Regions from separate parts of the Mus musculus genome. Here all the other regions are linked to region 1. A link is a contact called in public HiChIP or PLAC-seq and capture Hi-C data. All regions are on one chromosome and are shown on one strand. The core of a region is the stretch at or near the end of the contact, and the rest is flanking DNA. Distances in the headings are between cores, read along the strand shown.

What was found. HiChIP or PLAC-seq counts read pairs in DNA pulled down with a chosen protein or histone mark. Capture Hi-C pulls out chosen DNA fragments and counts their contacts.
Region 2: an H3K27ac HiChIP or PLAC-seq map of embryonic stem cells shows a contact between it and region 1, with 3 times the contacts expected there. The contact joins two enhancer-like sites. A contact is called at or near these places in 2 of 484 Hi-C or Micro-C datasets (cerebellar granule neurons and cerebellum) and 5 of 115 datasets of contacts at active chromatin or transcription factors (all in embryonic stem cells).
Region 3: an H3K27ac HiChIP or PLAC-seq map of embryonic stem cells shows a contact between it and region 1, with 8 times the contacts expected there. The contact joins the promoter of A830018L16Rik here to the enhancer-like site in region 1. A contact is called at or near these places in 3 of 39 promoter capture datasets (cranial neural crest, embryonic stem cells and maxillary cranial neural crest), 2 of 484 Hi-C or Micro-C datasets (embryonic stem cells and ventral hippocampal neurons) and 4 of 115 datasets of contacts at active chromatin or transcription factors (differentiating embryonic stem cells, embryonic stem cells and stem cell-derived neural progenitor cells).
Region 4: a capture Hi-C map of embryonic stem cells shows a contact between it and region 1, with 7 times the contacts expected there. The contact joins two enhancer-like sites. A contact is called at or near these places in 1 of 15 datasets of contacts at CTCF or cohesin (the NIH/3T3 cell line), 1 of 484 Hi-C or Micro-C datasets (embryonic stem cells), 4 of 115 datasets of contacts at active chromatin or transcription factors (all in embryonic stem cells) and 1 of 9 other capture datasets (embryonic stem cells).
Region 5: an H3K27ac HiChIP or PLAC-seq map of embryonic stem cells shows a contact between it and region 1, with 5 times the contacts expected there. The contact joins two enhancer-like sites. A contact is called at or near these places in 1 of 484 Hi-C or Micro-C datasets (ventral hippocampal neurons) and 3 of 115 datasets of contacts at active chromatin or transcription factors (differentiating embryonic stem cells and embryonic stem cells).

Annotation. Positions count from the first base shown.
Region 1 is chr1:10,851,794-10,854,493 of GRCm38.p6, forward strand. It overlaps the pseudogene Gm28659. Among named protein-coding and RNA genes, the nearest start is that of Cpa6, 130 kb to the left of the region's middle. Within about 2 kb of position 1,373, at least 9 of the 459 cell types and tissues checked have an H3K27ac peak or open chromatin away from gene starts, as enhancers often do. A contact at or near this core is called in embryonic stem cells, where this site is marked.
Region 2 is chr1:11,465,911-11,468,610 of GRCm38.p6, forward strand. The region is part of intron 1 of A830018L16Rik (RIKEN cDNA A830018L16 gene); the gene reads left to right. Among named protein-coding and RNA genes, the nearest start is that of A830018L16Rik, 53 kb to the left of the region's middle. Within about 2 kb of position 1,346, at least 12 of the 459 cell types and tissues checked have an H3K27ac peak or open chromatin away from gene starts, as enhancers often do. A contact at or near this core is called in embryonic stem cells, where this site is marked.
Region 3 is chr1:11,412,819-11,415,518 of GRCm38.p6, forward strand. A830018L16Rik (RIKEN cDNA A830018L16 gene) reads left to right here and starts at 1,287. Exons shown (of 14, transcript NM_001160369.2): 1 at 1,287-1,819. The coding sequence starts at 1,751.
Region 4 is chr1:11,563,774-11,566,473 of GRCm38.p6, forward strand. The region is part of intron 5 of A830018L16Rik (RIKEN cDNA A830018L16 gene); the gene reads left to right. Among named protein-coding and RNA genes, the nearest start is that of A830018L16Rik, 150 kb to the left of the region's middle. Within about 2 kb of position 1,263, at least 5 of the 459 cell types and tissues checked have an H3K27ac peak or open chromatin away from gene starts, as enhancers often do. A contact at or near this core is called in embryonic stem cells, where this site is marked.
Region 5 is chr1:11,394,896-11,397,595 of GRCm38.p6, forward strand. No RefSeq gene overlaps it. Among named protein-coding and RNA genes, the nearest start is that of A830018L16Rik, 18 kb to the right of the region's middle. Within about 2 kb of position 1,261, at least 14 of the 459 cell types and tissues checked have an H3K27ac peak or open chromatin away from gene starts, as enhancers often do. A contact at or near this core is called in embryonic stem cells, where this site is marked.

The DNA.
Region 1 (2,700 bases), core at 123-2,622:
CTAATTTGACTTAAAGCCTAGTTGACAAGAGAAAGATCATGCCTTGCACTTGTAAACCTAGCTATCTATCTGTGGATAGTGAGTTCATGGGTCTTAGAGGAGAACCTATTACTGCCACTTTCCTAAACCAGGATAACCCCAAGTACATTGCAAATACTTATCCTTATACCCGTGAATATGTACTGCTTTTATCCCTTGTTAAAGTAGAGTATGTAGCAAACAGAGAAAATTACAAAATCCACAACTGGTCAAAATGCAGACAACAACTGACTACACGGTGCTTAGCTCTATGTGATACATCTACTACAGAACCCTTACATATCAGGCTGGGGGAGACTTGCATTGTGAATTGCAAAAGAGGCAGAGGGAAGTGTATGTCTGTTGACAGGTTGTGTCTTCTAGATATACTAGGGAAGCTACAACCATGAAATATCACCAAGATCTGAACAATGAGAACAGTTTACATGTCAACATGGATGGAGGGAGTCTTGTGGGGCCCCACCTTTACATGAAGAGCTATAGAGAGCTAATGACTGTAGAGAGAATGAGACTCAGCCTTCTCTAGGGATGAGCCCCTAACTGTATCCAATGCAAAATAGTCAGTCCTAAAAACACATACAACTCAGCAAGTTGTATTTATATATTTATTCACTTACCTGTATGCAGTGGTAGTAATTAAAGAAAAAGGCCATGAATTTGAGAGGGATGGGGGAAAATGATGTACTTCCCTTTTAATTAAGGTAAAATGCGTTAATAAAGATATTAATATATTTTAATATTTTTCATGTTGATGAGTAAAATGGCTATAACAGAATCACCTCAAAATAAATATTACATAAGTTCCAATTTCATTAAATTAAAATTATTTGTAAGTTCTACAAGACAGTACTAACTTCTCTTTCATATTTTTTTTTTTTGCTTTTTTTTAATTTAAAACTTTAGTACTCATAATAGCACATCCCAACTTTTCTTTTAACTGTGAAAATAAATGATCCATTTCCTTAAAGAAAGAACATGCTACTAAATTCGACTCAGAATGCTTTGGTTACTGACAAGAGCCAGGATGGTTTTAGAATAATCCTCTTACTTTCTTTGAAGCTAACTTAGAATTAAGAAGGACTCTAGTGTTTTGTCTAAGCCAAGGTATGACAGACAACATTTATCCTTTTATATAGCTTTCTAGGTTAGATATAAGCAAAGGTTGATGTATACTTTCATCAGAAGTCAGGTCTCTTCCCGATTAGTAGATAGCTTTTTTATTATTTAAAAATCCAGTCAGACTTTTCAGCATTCACTTGTAATCACTGGTACTTAGGAATCTGAGGAAAGAGGAGCTCTTGAACCTAGGGGTCAAGGTCAGGCTCCACAAGAAAACAGGACTCTGAAAGTTAAATAAGACCTGACAAAGGTGCTGTTGATTCTGAATATTTGGTGAGACTGAGCCCTTGATCTTCTTAGGCTAAAGTTTTCCAAATGTAGTGAAATTGAAGCTTGTAGGAAAGGATGGGCGTGGTGTTAGGAGCCACCTTTAATTAAAAAAAGAAAGAGTAGGATGGGGAGATGGCTCATTCAGGTAGGATTGCTAGCTTTTGAAGAATAAGGATCTGAGTTCAAATCTCCAGTGCTCATATAAAGAGACAGATATGGCTTGTGCCTGCAACCCCAACCTTTCAGGGTACAGACAGTCATATCTAGAGAGCTCAATGGCCATCCAGCCAAGCTGAAAGGGCTAAGCTTCCGGTTAGTAAGAAAGCCTGCCTCAAGGCAATAAGGTATCTTGTTCTGCTGTCTTCATAGCTATGCACATCCACACACTCATACACTGCATTTCATACTATAAATACACACACACACACACACACACACACACACACACACAAATAAAAGTGAAGAAAGAAAGTGATATAAAAGTCTGGGGGAAATGGTATATTTCTAGGAACTTAAAAGGCCAATATTTGCAGACTGATGGTATTCATGTGACTCTGAATAATTTGTTGACATGTGAGTCATGTGTGTCTGGTAAAACTCTTGCTGGGAAATGAGAATGTATTGAAGCAAGTCAGCAGCACCCCTTTTCCATTCTTTATCAATGTAAAGTCCTAAGGAGAAAACTCTTGCGTTCTGTTATTGCCTGCTCATGATACCATAACAAAATATTATGGACTGGAAACTTGTGAGCTACAGAAATGTGTTGCTTACAGCTCTGGAAGGTAAGAAAGCACGATCCAGCTGCATGCAGATTGAGTGTCTGGAAAAAAAAAAAAAAAACCTACTCTCTGCCGCTTACCTGGAGCTTCCTGTTGTGTTCTCACAGGGCAGAAACAAATAGCTCTCCAGCCTCACTAGCAAGGCTACTACGATCCTTTTAAGAATATCATAATAGTGGTTAAGTTTCAACATGTCAATTTTTTGAGGGACTCATACATTGAGACTGTGGCATGTTGGGAAAGGTAGTTTCTTGTCTTGATAGGTTCATTAATTCTATTTTCACAGAAAGCTGAAATACATGTGACCTTATCCCAAATGATCACATTCTGCTAGGTTTAGGCAGCAGAAACAAAATGTGGCCCCATCCACTTATCAGGTATTCATGTGTGTACTTTCAAATAAAACCCCTACAAATCTGAATAATGAGTAACCATCATTATACAAAGTAAAATTCATATAAAAGTATCTGTGACAAAATATTGTTAAAGAAAT
Region 2 (2,700 bases), core at 96-2,595, 610 kb after region 1:
AGCATAAACGTAAGCAATAAGTCCATAGGTACTTATTTTATATGAAGAAAAAAAAACTAGATAAGGAAAAAGGAGAAGGAGGAAAAGAAGAGGAAGAAGGAGGAGGAGGAGGAGGAGAGGAAGAAGAAGGGGAAGAGGAGGAGGAGAAGACGGAGAAGGAGGAGAAGGAGGAAAAGGAGGAGAAGGAAAAGAAACACCCCAACACCGAGGAAACCGAAACACTAGCCACCTGAAGTGTACACTTTGTATTCTGGCCTTGAACTCCTGTATTGTAGCCTATAAATAAATATGTGAAATAATGTCTCAGAAGAAAAAGAAATAGACTGATGTCATATGCAGAGATATTGGAAGACAGACCCGGTGTGCTGAGACAAAACATCCTTTGCTTGAATTTAAAGACGAAGTGTCCAAAATAATTTTATTTCTAACTTTATAATATTTTTGCAATTCCTTGGTGAATCGAATCTTGTTTTGAACTTCTGTTTTATGTTAAGCTTCATATCTCATTTTAAGGTGAGAAGACTGCCTCAACTTAATACAAAAACAAACAAACAAGCAAGCAAACAAACAAACAAACCAAAACACAACCATAGCATTTCTCCTAGTGCCATCTAGTGGTCTGTGTTCCTTACATTTTGGTGCTAGAGAGTGTATCTCTTCAATAAGATTATTTGCTTAGAGGAGACTAGTCTGTAATAAATTGCAACTGGAAAATGGTCTTCTTTCTATCTACCTTTCTCTCTCTCTCACTCTCTCTCTCTCTCTCTCTCTCTCTCTCTCCCTCTCTTTCTCTCTTGAAAGAGTTCAGGTCTTCATTTATCTGAATGCATCATGTTTTGCAAGATTTTGATGATGGAAGATGCTAGCCACCTTTTGAAATTTTACAGGTCTTCCAACAGCTTAGCAAAGCAGATCTAGGGAAAATTTAGTAATATGTGAATATATTCACATCATACTACGTCAGTGGAAAGAATATTTGCCAGTGGAAAGCATACATTTCAAAAGGATATAGGCAGAAGTCTGTAACTCTCACCATGAAAATACCTACTTAGCTACTTAAAACAAAACAAAACAAACAAACAAACAAACAAACGAAAAAATCTGAAGCCAGCAATGTTGTAACCACCTGCGACCACACTAACTGGGTTCCTGAGTGGGAGGCAGGAGCTGTATGGGAGAGGATGACCAGAGAAATACTAGAGGCCAAGACACATTTCTGTTCAAGGCCCCTGAAGTTTACTGCGAGCCTGTGCTTATAAAGAGGGTAGGCCCATCCCCCACCAACCCATTCTTGGTGCCTGGAGCCAGCCCATAGGCGATCTACAGGGTGTGTCTCCGGAACTTCTCAAGGACCTTTCAGCAAGAAGCAGAGTCTTAGAGAAGAGCAAATAGAGCCATCAAGATCAGACAGCTCTACCCTAGGTAATCTCCTTCTTAGTGGCAGCAAGGTCAAAGTCGGGATCAGCTTGCTTTAAGATTGAGGGAGGCTACACAATGTCAGTACATTCTGAAAGGCAGAGCAAAAAAAAAAAAAAAAAAAAAAAAAAAAAAAGCAGAATGTGGATTTTTTTTCCCTAGGCAAATATCTTTCAAGGGAGAAGGCATTAAAATTTGCTGTTTAGATTCTTCTCTGAAAAAAGATTTCTGTCTCACCCTCATCTGATTCCAACATTTCAAGGTTCTGGTTGTTTCGAAAAAAGACTGCTTGTTACTATTGAGAATGACTGATAAAATATTAATTTTGAAATTTTTGATGATATAGCACTTGTTATATTTGATATTTCTTTTTTGCCATGCCAAGAAAAATAAAATTGGAAATTTGATCAAAAACCAGTGTAAGTCATTTACCCCTAGGGAATGGTGTAATAAGCATTTATGGTCTCCTAAGGGAATGAAAGAAGAACAACTATGACATTACAAATACACATATTATAGTAATAACTATGTGATAGAGGGAAGGGACAATGCAGGATTCTATGACAATGCAGTAGGGATCTAAAGCCCCTTGAAAGGTCTGTGCCGGAATTTGATGTGTAGAGCAGAAGGCTAATATCTAAATTCTTCATAATCATTCAGTGACAGAAAAACTGTCTTGCAGACCCTGATGGCTGGAGAAAGTATTGCTCCAAGAACATTAAAAGACATTTGCTGCTTGTATAACCACTCTGGAAATCAGTCTGGCGGTTCCTCAGAAAATTGGACATAGTACTACCAGAAGATCCAGCAATACCTCTTGGGGGGGGCATATACCCAGAAGATGTTCTAATTGGTAATAAAGACACATGCTTTACTATGTTCATAGCAGCCTTATTTACAATAGCCAGAAGCTGGAAAGAACCCAGATGTCCCTCAACAGAGGAATGGATACAGAAAATGTGGTACATTTACACAGTGGAGTACTACTCAGCTATTAAAAACAATGAATTTATGAAATTCTTGGGCAAATGGATGTATCTGGAGGGCATCATCCTTAGTGAGGTAACCCAATCACAAAAGAAGTCACTTGATATGCACTCACTGATAAGTGGATATTAGCCCAGAAACTTAGAATACCCAATATACAATTTGCAAAACAAAAGATAATCAAGAAGAAGGAAGACCAAGTGTGGATACTTCATTCCTCCCTAGAATAGGGAACAAAACACCCATGGAAGGAGTTACAGAGACAAAGTTTGGAGCTAAGATGAAAGGATGGACCAT
Region 3 (2,700 bases), core at 37-2,536, 560 kb after region 1:
ATGAAGGCCTGTCCTGATCTTTTAGTACAATGTGGAATTTAAAATACTTGGGCCTTTAGGTGACTCACAGGGCTTCACGCCAAGTCTACAACATATTTAATGTATAGTCAGTATCTCCCAATCTTATGAAAAAGTACATAAGTAACTGTAGTTTTGAACTGTTACAGGAAATACGTGACAGACCAGGACTCCTCACTGTTCATTACTCCTGCCTGTACCTGGTGGGTCATGAGGCTGATTGTAAAAGTAACAGCTCTGACATCTTTCCACCCCAAATCATGTCTGCTTCGAGTTATCAATAGTGGCTAATAGCCCAATTCCTCTAGTAGATTTCGTGTATGTGAATTATTAAAGGCAATTATTATAATACTTCCTGGAACAATCCATTCTCATCTTAACTATTGCACAATGCTTAGATAATTTAAAACGGAGAGAAAAAGCTTGGACAGATACAGGTCACAGAAACCTGAACACAGTGCAGAAAAAGAAGAAATCTACACTGTCGCAGTTGGTTTTAAAGAAATCCGTGCCTATTATTGTAGAGACAGCCAACAGTTTTAGTATAAACGTTCTGATTTGGCAATACAAAATGGTTTAGAACCAGACAACTCATCTTTGGGGTTTTAGTGCTTTATATCGTTTTTTGGTTTTTTAAATGCAAAGAACTCTACACGGAACCTTGTGATAACTGCAGATCTTAACCTTGAAAAGTCGTCTCATAGTAAGAAGGTATGAGGTAAAGTTGATGTGCTTCTGAAGTATCTGGAGGAATAACTGTTGGGTGGGAGCTCAGAGCCCCTGAGCTGTAGCCAGAGGTGTAGCAGACAGAGCTGAAGGTGTAGGCAAACTTGGAAGCAGAGAGAGCTGGCTTGCTTTTGTTTCATCTCCCTGCCAAATGCCTAAGGGTTGCTTCCAGCCTTTGGGTGTCTGTACTTCGGGAATTTTCAATCAGTTCTCAGGCAGCAACGCCGGTTGTGGCTGACTTGCTCAAGGCCAAGATAGATATATCTGTTCCTTTCTTTTTTCTTTTTAACATAAGCAACTTTGTTTTCGCGGCAAAACCCAGCCATAGTTCTCATCTCCGGCTTTTTCTCATCCCAGCCTAGTGAAGGCAGAGCGCTGGGCCAGGAGAAGATCAAGCTGAGTGGTTTGGAACTGCGGGTGTAGCTGCCAAGGAGTAGCCAACAAGCACCAGATTTATGTGCACTTTGAAAGAAGCACCTTTACCATTGGCTTTTTGAGCGGCTCTGTCGCTAGGGAGCGAGCACCGCCTCGGGGAGCAGCTTGGGTGCTGGTTCCTGGCAGCCAGGAGCTGGGCGCACACCGTGGCGCGCTCTGGGCGGTTCCGCGCGCTGTCGCCCCTGCGGCCGGCGCTGTCCCCCGCTCGGCTCGCGAAGGCACTGCACAGACACTCGCCTTCGGCCACCGGCTCCTGCTGCTGCTGCCGCCCAGAGGACAGACCAGCCTCTGCCCGCGATTTCGCCTCGGCGGCGGTGCTGCGGAAAGCGGAGAGCGGGTGGGCGCGAGCTGCAGGATGCGATGTAGTTCTCTCCTTGCCTCGGAGTTGTCTGAGTTGGTAGAGCCTCGCCCGGGTTCCCTGAGCCCTGCTCCCTTCGGGCTCGCTGCTAACGGAGTTGCTAGCCATCGCTGTGCCAGAAAGCTCAGGCTCGGAGCTCCTGCCCTGGGGTAGAGTAGAGCTGTCCCCAGCCGAGGCGCATTGTCTTCTCTCTGCTGACCCATCTGTTTTCTCATGGCATCTCGTCAACAAACCCGAATCCAGGCTTACCTGGAGAAAAACAAGATCGGTCCTCTGTTTGAGGTAAGGAGCCCTGGTGGGGAATGGTCCCGCTCTCTTTGAAGGCGGTGGTGGTGGTGCAGGAAAAAAAAAAAAAAAAATCAGAATTTTCTTAAGCAAAGGTAGGGGGCTGAGCAAATGCGCGGGAGAGGGAGGACTGTCCCACTAGGTGTTCTGGAACGCGGCCCTGCTGGCACTTGGCCAGTTACCTAGACACTGACAGGTGAGCTCTGGAGGGCCTAACTTCAGCCTAACAGGACAATTGGAGCCATCTGACTGTCATGCATCTAGTAGCCATATGGCAGGACTAAGGTTGAGACAGGTAATCCAGGTGTACATCTACACACACACACACACACACACACACACACACACACACACACACACCGGGAATTCACACTATCTTGCATATTGAATTTTCTTCTTTTAAATATGGGCAGTCGTAGAACCTAAAAAGGTGGAGGGGTTGCCCGGCTGGGGGAAAAATGTTAAAGCTGGTCCAGTGGCTGAAACTAGAACCCTTTGCACTGTTCTCAGAGATGGAAAGGAGCAGAGAAGGGTTTTAGGAAAACATGCCTGTTTTCTGAGGACACAGTCTTGAGATGTTTTCCTTCGCCTTCAAATAATTAATGACAAGAACACAGTGAAGAAAAAAGCTAAGCAAGAGGGAAAATCTGACCTAGGGGCAGAAAGCAGGCACCACCTAAGTGCTACGGTTCAGCAGGTTGTCAGGGTGCTGACCCCAAGCTGAGGAAGTGTGGAGTGCCAGGTACTCAAGTAGCCAGGCTCACCTGGGATGCCTGAGGTTCCGCAGTCTGCATTCTTCCTATAGAAAGTCTATCCTATGACTTCCTCGCAGCACATACCTGAAAAGCAGCTTCCTATTGCTTAGGCTGAAGAGCTAG
Region 4 (2,700 bases), core at 13-2,512, 710 kb after region 1:
ATTCCATCTGGCAATATTTGCCATGTGAGAAATTCAAACAGATAAAATTTTATGTGTTTGTTATTTTTAAATGGTATTAAGTAAAGTTGTTGCATTTTCAAAACAACATATCAATGAAAAATACCTTATTTTCCAAAACAAAATATTACCGAAGAAGAGGTCTTTGCATCCTATAAACCTCTTTTATACTGAGAACAGTTGAAAGCTGCTGAATTCTCCTATCCTTGTCTTCATTTAATATACTACAATTTTCACCTATGGATGGAAGAAATCTGGCATTAGAAATGTAGTTAGAAGTGGATGACAGGGAGAGAGCCATCATTGATAAAAGGCTGCACAGATTGAGACGATATACATCACTACATGTAAAAATAGCAAAGAACAGTACAAAAGTACAAATGGTATTGTTCATACCAAATAGTAATACAACTTTGATATTTTTAAAATGTATGTCTGAGTCGCTTAAAAAAAAAAAGCCCAAAAGTCTGGATATACTCTTTGACAAGGTTTCTGTCAGTAACCATCATGGTGTTTTAAACCTAGTTTTAAACCTAGTTGAATAGCTATGTATGGAGAACAGCAAGTGGAGGGAGAGCCAGCTGCACTCTCCCACCTTTGTACATCATTTCTACTCTCTCTCTCTCCCTCCTTCCCTCCCTCCATCTGTCTGTCATTCTCCCTCCCTCTCTCCCTCTCTTCCTCTCTCCCTCTCCCCTTCCCTCCCTCTCCCCCTCTCTCCTTCCCTCTCCCTCTCCCAGTCCCCCTCCCCCTTTCCCCCCTCTCCCTCTCCTTCCCCCTCCCCTTCCTTCTCTCTCTCTCCCTCCCTCTCTCCTCCCTCATTCCTTGCTTTCCTAGGTCATGAAAAATGTTCACAATTTGCAAAAACTTAAATACTGTGGCCTGCTCTTGCAGATCCCTGCCTTTTTTCCCCTCTAAGCTCCCCTATACAACCTGGACACCTGACCTGTAACTAAGAACTTGTGGAGCTTTCACTGACTGTCCCACCTCCCCTCCTCCTGAGTAACGGTGAAATTGTTGTACTTTATTGATGAGCTCAAGGACTCCCCTCTCTCTTATTAATCTCTTTTAAATTAATTTATCAATTTACTTCACATATCAATATCAGCCCCCTCCTCCCAGTAGCCCTCACACAGCTCCCCTTCCCTTCTCTGAGAAGAGATAGCCTTCCCCTCTGATGTAACAAACACTCCCCTCCCCAACCCCCATCCTCTCACTGAAGCCAGGCAAGGCAGCTCAGATAGAGGACCTGGATCCACATGTGGGCAACCAACTGGTTCAGGTCCAGCCCTGCACTGGTTGTATCTTCACTGAAATGGATTTGGATATCACGAGAGTGACTTAGGTCTGCCTTGACACGTGCTCAGATGCCTTCCACCTCCAATGTACATCCCTTCCCACACGCTTTCTTCTCAGTACTGGGCGAGGAGGCAGGGAACGGTAGTCCAATCCACAAATCTACACAACAGTGCTCATTTTAGTCACTTAATCTAATACTTGTTTCTGAAAACTTCATGAAAATTTACAATGTTTATTTCAATTGAGGGAAACAGTAATTTTTCTTTTTGAAAAGATATTTAAAAAGATTTTTTGTCAGTGAACAAAATCTTGATGACTTTCATCTTGATGCCGTTCATATTTGATGTTCAAGGAGAGGGTAGAGGATCCCAGGCTTTCAAGAAGACCCAGACCCTCTGCCAGTCGCGCGGAAGCATCACTGTCCCGCAGCACCCCCGTGTGGCCATAAAACTCACAGTTTTGAATTTTCTTGACCTAAAAAAGATCCAAGTTCAGACACCTGTAAATACAAGACTTTTTATTTTTATTTTATTATTTTTTAAAATTTTATAGTAGTTCTTTTTTAGGGGAAAGAATTTCTAATATAATCATAATGTTTCTACCTTTCCTTTGCTTCCTTGAATTCCTCCCATATAATCTTCTCCACTCTCCTTCAAATCCATGCCTTCTTTTCCACCCATAAGTACATTCACACACATAGTATGTGTACATATATTAGAAATCCTTTCCCGTAAAAAAGAAATACTACAAAACTTTGAGAAACCAGTCCTGTTCAGGTATGCCTTCTGGAATCTAAATACATATCTCACTGTCTGTCTGTCTGTGTGTCTGTCTGTCTGTACTGATACTAGGTTCACATAGGCCAGGATAGCTTTGAACTCACTCTATTAAGCTGTGTAAAACCTTGGCTTTCTGATCCACTCACATCCACAGTCCTAGCCCTAGAAATGCAGATATGCATTACTAAAGCTGGTTTGTGTGTGCTAGGATCCTGGCATTCAAGCCCTCTAGCAACTAAGCTGTGGCCCTTCTAGCTTCTCTTACTTTTCTTGCCTCCCTCACATTTTATACTTTTCACTTGGAAAAAGCACCCAGATCAACTGCTTTCTCAGTCTCTGATGCTAGGATGTTTTACTTAAGATGAGTCAGCAGAGGAAACGGGCAGAATCTGCCTGGAAGTTTTTCCTAGAACTTCTGCGGCCTGCCAAACTACGTACCTATGCCCAAGGCTAGAATTCATTCTCGGTCTTATGCCTCACATCTGTACTTCATGCTTAATTTTCCGCTTTGCTGTTCAGATGCTACACTGTACTCACCAAAGTCTAGAGGAGTAAGTGGGGTCAAAAAGACAATGCCTCTAGGTGGTAAAGTCTGTTTATTTTC
Region 5 (2,700 bases), core at 11-2,510, 540 kb after region 1:
AAGTGTGGCATATTTATAAAATGAAGTACTACTCCACTAATCAAAACAATGAATTTATGAAATTCTTAGACAAGTGGATGAATATGGAGGATATCATCCTGAGTGAGGTAACCCAATCACAAAAGAACACATATGATATGCACTCACTGATAAGTGTATATTAGCCCAGAAGCTCAGAATACCCAAGATACAATTCACAAAACACTTGAATCTCAAGAAGAAGGAAGACCAAAGTGGATATTTCGGTCCTTCTTAGAAGGGGGAACAAAATACCCATGGAAGGAGTTACAGAGACAAAGTGTGAAACGGAGACTGGAGGAACGACCATCCAGAGACTGCCCTACCTACCCAGGTATCCATCCCATACACAACCACCAAAACCAGACACTATTGTGGATGCCAACAAGAGCTTGCTGACAGGAGCCTGATATAGCTGTCTCCTGAGAGGTTCTGCCAGTGCCTGACAAATACAGAAGTAGATACTCACAGCCATCCATTGGATGGAGCACAGGATCCCCAATGAACGAGCTAGAGAAAGTATCCAAGGTGCTGAAGGGGTTTGCAGCTCCATATGAGGAGCAACAATATGAATTAACCAGTATCTCCAAAGCTCCCTGGGACTAAACCACCAATCAAAGAAAGCACGTGGTGAGGGTTGAGACTCATGACTCTAGCTCCATCTGTAGCGCAGGTGGCAGAACAATAGACTTATCTAGGTAGGAAGACTTCACCCTAGGTGGTCTCATTCACAGTGGCAGAACAGGTCTGAGCCAGCCTGCTCAAGGCTGGAGGCTACAATCCCTCCCTAAATATATAATAAAAAACAATTAACTGGACTGGTGCATAAAATTTACTTATGCTCCATGGTCCTTCCTGGGAATTATGGTTGCTGGGCCCGTGCCTGTCTTGGGACTTTGGTCTTCAATGAATGTCCATGTTCTTAGACATCATGGAGAACACATGCAGCTTGCTTGTGTTTATTTGCACAAACATGGCTTCACGGTGTTATTATGAACAAACACATGCCTCTGTCTTAGACTGAAAAATTCAGAGACCCAGTGGCCAGTCTTTGACTGCTGGCCCCCATAGCACACCTTTTTCCCAATCAGACCAAAGCCACAATATGTACTCAATGCATCTCTTCATATTGATGAATTTCTGTCACCTGTGCTTGCTGAGGATGAGCCTGCATGGAGGTAAATGACCTGCTTGAAATACAAAGCCAAGAGTTGAAAAGCAACAGGATTAAGGCTGTCTGTGGGGAAGTTCAGGTACTCTATTGAGTTGCAAATTAGCAACTACCAAGCCCAAGCTCTTGCCTCCCAAGGCTGGGGAGGTGGCTTTGGGAATCAGCATTTACTTCTCATGTAAATAGGCTATGCTCCAAGTTAACTCTGCTGGCTAATAAAGATTTTTAGCTATCTTCATAATAGGAATCTCTAATATTGGATTTATTACTAGACCAGTCCATGATTGAGTAAGAATAACTGGTCACATTAAAGGAAAGTCAGTTTTCACAGTCTCTAATGTTCTTTCTCCCATAAGGTTAAAAAGCTTGAAGCAAGGCAGGTTAGCTTGTCTAATCTGGGAAAAGGGCAAGCAAAGGTGGGTCAAGAACATATACCCAATACAGCTTTCTTGTCACCATTGTCAGAGCACTCTGCAAGCTCACAAGTCAGCCTGTTACACAAATCATTCTGGCAGCTGGCATGCTCCTGCAGTATACTGTGGAGAAGACACAAGCATGTCCTCTTCCCCATATTAAGTGTCTGTTTAGGATCATGCCGTATGCTAATAATTGGATCCTTTTCATCCTACCTAGGCATATGCGTATGCCTAGTTTTAAGATACTATAAGGCATTTAGCAAGTTCTTTGATATCCAAATTTAAAAATTTTTTAAATGAAAATGTTATTTAAATAATGTGCATGGGGATATAATTCCTCCCCTTCTTTGTTTTTTAAGATATAGTTTTTAAATTTCCACAATACCTTGTCCTTGAGAATTATAAAAAAAAGCTCAGTTACATGGGGAGCATTAAGTTGTTGACAAAACATCTCAAATACTTGATTGTAAATAACCAGTTCCAATATCTGTTTTAATCTGATTTGGAACACCAAGCATAAAAAAAAATTAACATAGGCAATGACTAATTACACTTTTTGTTTCTTTTCTTGTTAGAACAGTTGTAACTAGAAAGTTTGAAAAAGTAGCAGTAGTCACATGTGCATATTTTATTTTACTTTTTAAAATCAGTAATATGAGTATCCATGTGCAATAATTGATTAAGTATAAGTCCTCAAGAATTAACACCATTATGTGGAACAGGTAGAAATGGAGGACACTGAAAATAAGTCTTTATAATATGACATGAACTTTCTCTAAAAATACCAAAATATTATCTCAAGCCATTACTATTTTGATGATGTAAAAAAATGAGATTATATGGCCAATTATTCTTGTGTAAGGCCTGTAATCTGCCTGGGATATAAATCTATCATGACATCGCCTTAAGAGGTCTTGTCCAGGCAATCAAGAATGAGTTCTTAAATGTCCAAAGATAGTCCTTTAAAGGAACAGCATTTTTTTGTTTGTTTGTTTGTTTTGTTTTTTGTTTTGTGCGACAGAGTTTCTTTGTGTAGCCCTGGCTATCCTAGAACTCACTTTGTAGACCAGGCTGGATTTGAACTCCCTGCCTCTG